3 separate regions of the Sus scrofa genome follow, and regions 2 and 3 are each linked to region 1. Evidence: chromatin contacts called from public Hi-C and promoter capture Hi-C data. All regions are on one chromosome and are shown on one strand. Each heading gives the region's core, a stretch centred on a gene start, on an enhancer-like site or on the middle of the called end of the contact. The rest is flanking DNA. Distances are from core to core; before and after follow the strand shown.

The links. Promoter capture Hi-C pulls out the DNA fragments that hold promoters and counts their contacts. Hi-C and Micro-C count contacts between places; a contact is called where the count stands out from the background.
Region 2: a contact with region 1 is called in a Hi-C map of skeletal muscle, with 2.5 times the contacts expected there. The contact joins the promoter of PRMT5 here to the promoter of LRP10 in region 1. A contact is called at or near these places in 1 of 5 promoter capture datasets (liver), 13 of 47 Hi-C or Micro-C datasets (alveolar macrophages, blood, brain and 6 more) and 2 of 2 datasets of contacts at active chromatin or transcription factors (alveolar macrophages and skeletal muscle).
Region 3: a promoter capture Hi-C map of liver shows a contact between it and region 1, with 4 times the contacts expected there. The contact joins the promoter of MRPL52 here to the promoter of LRP10 in region 1. A contact is called at or near these places in 2 of 5 promoter capture datasets (fetal liver and liver), 26 of 47 Hi-C or Micro-C datasets (adipose tissue, alveolar macrophages, blood and 13 more) and 2 of 2 datasets of contacts at active chromatin or transcription factors (alveolar macrophages and skeletal muscle).

What each region holds. Positions count from the first base shown.
Region 1 is chr7:76,157,147-76,159,844 of Sscrofa11.1, reverse strand. It overlaps LRP10 (LDL receptor related protein 10), which reads left to right and starts at 1,340. Exons shown (of 7, transcript NM_001143715.1): 1 at 1,340-1,538; 2 at 1,948-1,992; 3 at 2,503-2,638. The coding sequence starts at 1,511.
Region 2 is chr7:76,109,613-76,112,310 of Sscrofa11.1, reverse strand. It overlaps PRMT5 (protein arginine methyltransferase 5), which reads right to left and starts at 1,306. Exons shown (of 17, transcript NM_001160093.1): 1 at 1,192-1,306; 2 at 393-511; 3 at 1-83. The coding sequence starts at 1,301. It overlaps TRNAR-ACG (a tRNA gene), which reads left to right and starts at 1,656; the gene lies at 1,656-1,728. It overlaps LOC110261594 (a long non-coding RNA gene), which reads left to right and starts at 1,526. Exons shown (of 3, transcript XR_002345942.1): 1 at 1,526-1,707.
Region 3 is chr7:76,190,215-76,192,912 of Sscrofa11.1, reverse strand. MRPL52 (mitochondrial ribosomal protein L52) reads left to right here and starts at 1,301. Exons shown (of 5, transcript NM_001185151.1): 1 at 1,301-1,349; 2 at 1,452-1,512; 3 at 1,591-1,658. The coding sequence starts at 1,322.

The sequences.
Region 1 (2,698 bases), core at 91-2,590:
AGATCCATGATCTTGGGCAATACTAAACTTCTCTGTGCCTAAGTTTCCCTATCTGTAACATGTGAGTAACAATAATAACTACCTCACAAGATGGTGGAGAGAAGTAAAAGAGCAAATATTTGAAAAGTGCTTAGATTTATGCCTGAAATGTGAAAAAAAGCTCAAAAAGTATTTGCTATTATTGTTGTTTACTATTATTACCTATAAGTGCCACAGGGAATCGGTAACCCCAAGCCCACCTAAATCAGAAATAACTCCTGTAACTAATAATAATCATTGTAAGCAGGTATGAAGCACTTCCTAGATGCTCAACTTACATCATCTCCCTAAATGATGACAACAACCTTAAGAAGTATTGTGCCATTATTAACTCCATTTAACAGAGTTAATGCACAGAGAGGTGAAATGATTTTCTCAAGGTCACATAGCCTGCAAATAGCCAAGGTACAATTATTCGTTTATTGAGTTACTGTGTCTCAGCAGGAGAGAAGCCTTGTGGGTGCAAAGGTAAACAGTCTAGGCCTCAACCTACAGGAAGTTTCAGTTTCCACAGAAGGGGCGGGGCGGGGGCGGGAAAGACGAGTAAACAAATATTTATAACACCGGGTAGTAATTGCTGTAATAGAGGCTCACGACAAAAAGTGTTACCGGATGTCAGACACCGGGACAAGAAAAGTACTGAGAGCTTAAGGAGCCAAAGGAAAGACATAACAATTATGGAATATGCAATTGTCTTCTGACAAATGTGTCCTGTAACCCATGTGTTACACGGGAAGTACTAAACAAAGCAGAGTTACAAGTGGAGGCTGAGCGCCCTGAGAGCCCGAGGGACAAGGCGCGGTAGGACCTGAAAGGGGTTAAGATGGGAAGGTGGGCGTGGTAAGCGTTGATTGGCAGGGGTGGGGCCAGGCTCGTCACCCTCCCCCTCCTCCACCCGGGTTCCTCCAACCCCTGGGCTGGCTGGGGTACAGCCAGGGCGAGGGCTCGAGCGCTGGGCCGAGTCGCCAGTCCCCTCCTCCCCAGCTCCTCTACCCGCGTTCCGGGGCTGGAGGCGCTGGAGAAGTTGGGCAGCGCCCGGGCCGGCTCTGGGCGCTGACAGTCGGCAAAGTTTGGCCCGAAGAGGAAGTGGCCTCAAGCCTCGGCAGGTGGCGGCCAGGCCTGGACCCGGACGTTCGCGGCCTGCGGGCGGGCTCTAGGCGAGGGCGCGCCCCAGCGCTGGACTTCGAGCCAACTCCCTGGGCTTCGGGGGTCAGCCTCTGGAGAGAGCGCTGCGGCGGCCGGGGAGAACAACTCCAAAGTTGGCGAGAGGCACCGCCCCGGTTCCCGGGCCGCCGCCGCCCCCCACCAGCCCCCAGCCCTGGCATCCGGAGCCTCGGTCGAGGAGTCTGGGCCATGGAGCCCCCTCGGGGAGGCGGCACTGAGGAGCCAGGATACCCGGAGTGGCGCCGCCTCCCCACTGGGTAGACGATCGAAGCTCCGGGACTCTTCCTGCGCCTCGGGACGGCTCACGATGCTGCCGGCCATCCTTCTCCTCCTGGGTAAGAAATCGAAACGAGGCTACTCGCCCGGGACCCCGCTCCCAGGGCTGTCACCGCGCCCAGGTCCTCTAGCTCCCTTCCCCCTATGGGGCCTCTCACCCCTACCCTGTCCTCCCCTGCCCCGCGGCCCCTGCCGTCGCCTTGGTCGCTGCCTGCCCCAACCCTCGGGAAATCTACAGCCGCTCCCCTCGGCCCTCATACTCGCTCTGGCTTCCTTAGATCACCGTACCCATCCTACAAGCCGCACTGGAGGACCTTCCTTTGAGGTCACACACCGCTGCCTCCCCCTGTTCCACCACCCTTCTCGTAAACTACCCGGAAGCCGCCGATGGTTCCCTTTCCTCCTTGAGAAGCTCAGGTGGAGAAAACTCCGAAGTGTGACTCTTGCCCTTTCTCGCTCTTCCTCTAGGAGGCGCTCTGGCCCACCAAGACCGGATCCTTTTCCCAAATCATGGTGAGTAGAGGATGCCTCTGGGGTCCCATGGGCTTGGTAATGAGAGAGCACCCTAGAGAAAGACTCTCTTCCTTGACTTCCTCTGGTACCTTCCATAGTTTTCGAGTGGAGATCAGCCATCCTCTGTTTTACAGACAGAAACTGAAACCCAGCGTGGGCCCTCACTTGGTAGTTATGTACTATTTGCCCCCCCAATATCCATCCTTGATTCGCCTCGCCCAAATGTAATCTCCTTGAGGATAGAGATCGTATTTCCCGTTCCTCCTGGCCCAGTGGTTGGCACAAAGCAGACCTCATTTTGTTTGTGGTGTTGATACCTAAGGTGGAACAACGATGAGTGTGGTGAGAAGGGGAGCCCACTGACGACTCTGCCTCCAGAGTGTGTGTGGCTGGGAAGGGGGAGTTTCTGTGCTCCTTCTTGAAGAGCCCAGGCCCTTGGAAGCATGAAGCCTGGGGAGGAGTGGCATGGTAAGAGGCTCGCAACTGATGTCCTTACCTTCCTCTCTCCAGCCTGTGAGGACCCCCCAGCAGTGCTTTTGGAAGTGCAGGGCACCATACAGAGGCCCCTGGGCCGGGACAGCCGCATCTCCCCTGCCAACTGCACCTGGCTCATCCTGGGCAGCAAGGAGCAGACTGTAACCATCAGGTGAGAAGCGGGGCAAGACCCTATTCCTTTCCTCACCCTTCTTGCTCTACCGTGGAAAAC
Region 2 (2,698 bases), core at 57-2,556, 48 kb after region 1:
CTCAGAGTTCCTGCGGATCTTCTCCACTTTTGAGTCTGGACGAATCCATGGGGAAAGCTTGCCCACAATTAGTGTATTCCAGTCTGCACTCCCCAACCCAAGAAAGACAAAGACTGAGTGAGGTTCAGCACTTTATGCATTCAATTTCTATTTCTTAACAGGGAATAGTAGAGATGAGAGACAAAAGGCTTTTTCTATCACAGATACAGGAAAGCCTGATGCAGAATAGGAAACTAAGGCTTTGAGCAGTAAGCAAGGAGAGAACAAGAGTTATCCATATCCCAGGGTTGAACAAATACATCCAGGTCAAGAAAGGAAGAGGAAGAAGGCACTGATAAAACATAAGTTGTTACTGCCTCTAATAATTAAGGGGCATGTGGGATGGTCCCTACCCCTTCCTGACAGCAGTAGGTCTGATCGTGTCTGGGGACCCGGCCGATTCTTAGCAGGTTCCTGAGTGAACTCCCTCTTGAAACGCGGGTGGAAGACAGGCATGCAGAGGAAATCAAACCTACAACCACGACAGACCCAGAATCGTCATGTAAAGAGAGTAGCAGTGCCCAGCGATCCAAGCAATTGGACTAGGCTATCTCCATTCTGCACAACCCTTTCAGCTGCCATTAGTCAGTCACTCGAATGGGCTGCTGAATTCGGCCCATTTTAGGGAATATCACTTCCACTGCGTTGTGCCTCAATTTCTTCCCAGAACAGAGCCATGGAAAAGATGAGAAAAGAGAAAAGATGAAAATCCACGCCACGTGGACTTTCTACTCTGTTGTCACTGATTTTCCAAGACTGTCATATCCAGATCTGCTCCAGTACTACCCAGGCTTCAGCCCTCAAGGTTCATCTCTCCTCTCCCTAGCCCCATAACACTTCCTCCCACTCTGAGACAAGAACCTCGCACCTCGCTCTCCAGGGCCCTTGAGGTCGTACGCCCTCTTTTTGAGTTTACCTGATAACTCTCTCGACTTTGGGGTTCAGGGACCACACGTTCCCAATATGTCTTTCTTTCTCTTTCTCTTACGCTCCAGGGCCGGAGGCTTCTCCCTACATGGACTAGCGGTTTCTCCCACCCTAATCTTATCCACTCCGACCCCCTCACCCCTGCTTCCCAGGGATGACTGGTCTGCCCCTCTCAGTCCCCGAGTTCCGACCCCGCATTCTGTTCGCGGAAGTCCAGGCCCTCACCCCTGCTTGGCCACAGCCCCCAGTGTGTCAGCTATTTCGGGGACGCAATTCAGGTCCCTCCCGCTGGACACGCGGCTTCCACCGGCACCGCCGACCGCCATCGCCGCCATCTTTTCCCTCGCGCAGTCCACGCCGAGATTCCCTGACACTGGCAGCCAATCACAAAGCCGAAAAAAAGCCCCCGGAAGGCGGGACGAGTCTCCCTGACAACCAAAGCGTCTCCCAGGGTCCCGAGCAAGTGGAGGAGGGGTGGGAAGTGGCTCTTCCTGCCAATCCGCAGGCTGCACAGTGACGTAGGGCACGGCTCCGGAAGAGTCACCAATCTCAGGGTCTGGTTCTCGACAAACTTCGATCTCCCATAATGCTTCATGTACTGGTAAAATTCCGGTAAGAGACTACACGTCCCATGAAACCCTGCAGTATAAGCTTGAAGTGTCATCATTGAGAACGAAGAAGTCGTCTCAGGGCCAGTGGCGCAATGGATAACGCGTCTGACTACGGATCAGAAGATTCCAGGTTCGACTCCTGGCTGGCTCGGTGGGGCTAACGCTTTTGGTGCATCCCCTGCAATGCTTTAATGCCCCCTTTTAAAATTTCTTCGCTGTCCTCTCTCGCTCTCATTTTCAGGTCTTAATGTTATTGCATTCTGCAACTATTTCATGCCAGCGTTTAATAATACCTAGTTCAAAGATGGTTCTTGTGTCCCTGCCTTGGTGCATCCAAATGCACCAAGAAAACTGAGTTAATGGCTGGTGCTCTTAAAATGGATTTTGAATGGGCCTTAGTATATTTTTAAACAGATTGTGGCAATTCAGCCACAAATTCCTTGTGATTCGGTATCTCAAATACAAAAAGCAAACACTGAAACACACACACCACTGAAGATAAAGGAATTCATGGTGAGAGATTACAGTGGAGAGAAGTTATGAATTGACTGGCAGAGACAGGAAAGAGTCTCTACATTTTTCTTTTCCATGCTTGCTAGAGGGATGGAAAAGAAGGAAAGGAATGAAGCAAAAAAAGATCTAGGCAGGAGAAATACCTGAAGGCAGGAAGCCCAGAGGTGTTGCGGACTTGGCAGCGGGGAACGGAAAAGAGAATCAATACAAAAGGCCCTAGGCAGGAGGCCTTGACAGAATTTAGAGACCGACTGACAGGGAGTCTGAGAAAGGGAAGTCTGGGGGTGATGCCCAGAGTTCTGGCCTCTTTGAGCGAGACAAATGATAAAAGCTGGTTTAGGGAGAATCGAGGCTGGGGTTTGGAAATGCTGACTTGGACGTCTAGGGGGCGCTGTGTAATAGAGAGTTGTATGAACAGTGATCTGAACCAGACAAGATTTGCAAATCGCCAGAAGAGAGATAGTGACTGAAGCCAGGAGACCGAATGAGATCGCCGCAGTGGACGACAGAGTCCTGAGAAACACGGAATGTGTGTGGATAGGCTAAGCTATAAGGGAATACATTGTAAGCGCCCCAAAAGGATGAAAGTCAGAAAGTCAGAGAACTAC
Region 3 (2,698 bases), core at 52-2,551, 33 kb before region 1:
TTATTAAAATGTTTTCATAAATGTGGTATAATAAGCTTTTTTTCAATGAAGAAATTAAAGATAAAGGACTTCCCAAAAGCAAGTACAGGCATACCTCAGAGATAATTCATGTTCTGTTCCAGACCAGCACGGTAAAGCAAATACCAAGATAAAGTGTGTCCCACGAATTTTTTACTTTCCTAGTATATGTAAAAATTATATTCACACTATACTGTAGTCTATTAAGGGTGCAATAGCATTATGTCTAAAAAAAAGGATATACCTTAAAAATACTTCATTGCTAAAAAAGGCCAAAACAATTACAACAGTAATGTCAAAGATCACTGATCACAGACACCATAACAAATATTATAATGCCAAAGCTGAAAATACTCAAGAATTACCAAAATGTAACACAGAGACAGGAAGTGAGCTGTTGGAAAATCTGGCATGGATAGACTTGCTCTATGCAAGGCTGCTACAAACCTTCAATTTGTACAAAATGCATTACCTGCAAAGCACAGTAAAATGAAGTATGTCTGTGAGTGATTCTTTTTTTGTTTAAAAGGAGAGAGGAAGCCACGGATCTGGGTTGGCCACTTACTACCTACCTCACAAGGTTTTTACAGGCTTATATTAGACAATGGTGGTGGAAGCTCTTAAAAAAACGAAATGGGATCTTAGCTCTTCCTCAAGAAAACCTTGACTGCCTACTCTGGATCAAGTTCTCATCATATACTCACAAACAACTCCTACTTCCCTTCCCAGCACTCATCTCAGCTGTAATACTACAGCAATGTGTGTAATTGATAATTGTCATCTCTCTCTAGACTAGGAGCTCTATCCTAATAGCGACTTCTGCTTTGCTCTCCATAGACTCTCCTGCACGGAAGGAATACAGTGCTTGTCACACATAAACTCTTCAATATTGTTTCATAAATAAGTGAGAACTGAAACCTAGATTTGAGTCTTAGGCTGGGGAAAATGTTACAGTGATGCTAGAAGACAGAATGAGGTCACGTGAATGTCACTCAACTGAGAAATGAGAATAAATTTCAAAGGACTAGAGATCCCCAGGGGCGACGAAGGGCGTTTCCAAAGGACAGTTCAGAACGGCTCAGTCTGGAAGGACGCGACTTCCACCAAAGTTGTAGCCACCACTGAGGATTCACACGACGCCTAAAAAACCGGGGAGGCAGCTTTATCCCTCTATTCCGTACGGCGAGCCAAGATGGCGGGGCCCGTGATTGAAAACCAGATTCAAGATGGCTACTTCCGGCTTCCCCCGCAGCGTCCCGCGTGGCCATCGAGGCCACGCCCATTTCCGGCTCTGCGCCTCAGCATGGCTGCTTGGGGTATATTGCTATCTAGTAAGTGTGTATAGGGTAGGTGGCTCGGGAGCTTGCAGGGATGGGACGGGACCCCTGAGTTGGCCGCACAGTCGCTCTTCCAACTCTGTCCTCTGTTCCCAGCAGGTGTCCGGAGGCTGCACTGCGGAACGGCGGCTCAGGCGGGCAGCCAGTGGCGACTCCAGTGAGTGCCGGTCTGGGGGGCTCTGGGGTGGACCAGAAGCTGAACTTAGTCCTCACCGGGCTGTTTTTCTCCACCCAGGCAGGGCTTTGCTGCCAACCCCTCTGGCTACGGACCTCTTACGGAGCTCCCAGACTGGTCTTACGCGGGTGAGCACTAATCAGGCTAATTCTACTTCAGAGGAAACGCCTCTGGACGGAGTTGGGGGAGGTGTCACGGTGGGGGTGTGTCTGAGCCGACCACGTATTGAGTTTTTTTTTTCCTTTAACTTTTATTGGGGTGTCGTTAAATGTATTGAACTTTATCTTTGCAGTGGGGACGGGGTGCGGGGGGGGAGAAACCCTGTCGTTTGTTTTGGAAATTAAACTACCGTCTATGGAAAGTAAAACTAGACAGGATCTTCTTGGCTTTGGGGGATAAGCAGAAGATAATTCTGATTTGGGACGTCCTGGGGGAGTGACAAGACTTTACGCTGGTCAAAGAGGAATATGGTTTTTTCTAAGTTACCAAGAACCGCTCTTCTGTGTGGTGAATACATTGTTGAGAATTTGTTACCAAGCTCAAGGAGAGCTCTTTGAAAGGCTGCCTAAATGAGCATCTCAGAGAGAAGTGCAAAAGGGCGAGCACAGAGGATGGTGAGCTCCCTTAGGAAAAGTTTCTCCCTTTACGTTAAAAAAAAAAAAGAAAAAAGAATCCTAGAAAGGAAAGCCCTTACAAAAGTTGAAGCCTCTCTCCACTCTCTTGGGACTCCAGTTCACAGGTGGGAAAATTGATGCCTACAGAAGTATTGCTAGGGAGCACACAGCTAGGTAGTAGCAAAGACAGGAGTAGAACTGGGCAAAGGCCAGGCCCCCTTCAGCAGCACAGAGACTTGAGTATTGGATTCTGTAGGAGTATAAAACCTGCTCAATCAAATACTTTGTGACAGAGGAGGATGGTGAAGATTGTTTTCCTACTTTTTTTTTTTTTCTCTTTTTTTGGCTGCCCCATGGCATATGGAGTTCCCAGGCCAGGGATCAGATCCACACCACAGATCCTTTAACCTGGGCCAGGGACTGAACCTGTGTCCTGGTGCCACAGAGATGCTGCCTATCCCACTGTGCCATAGTAAGAATTCCTCTACCTGGTGTTTACTGCAGGAAGCCTAGGATCTCTCTGAAGTAGTATGGAATATTGGAAAGCCTGAAAC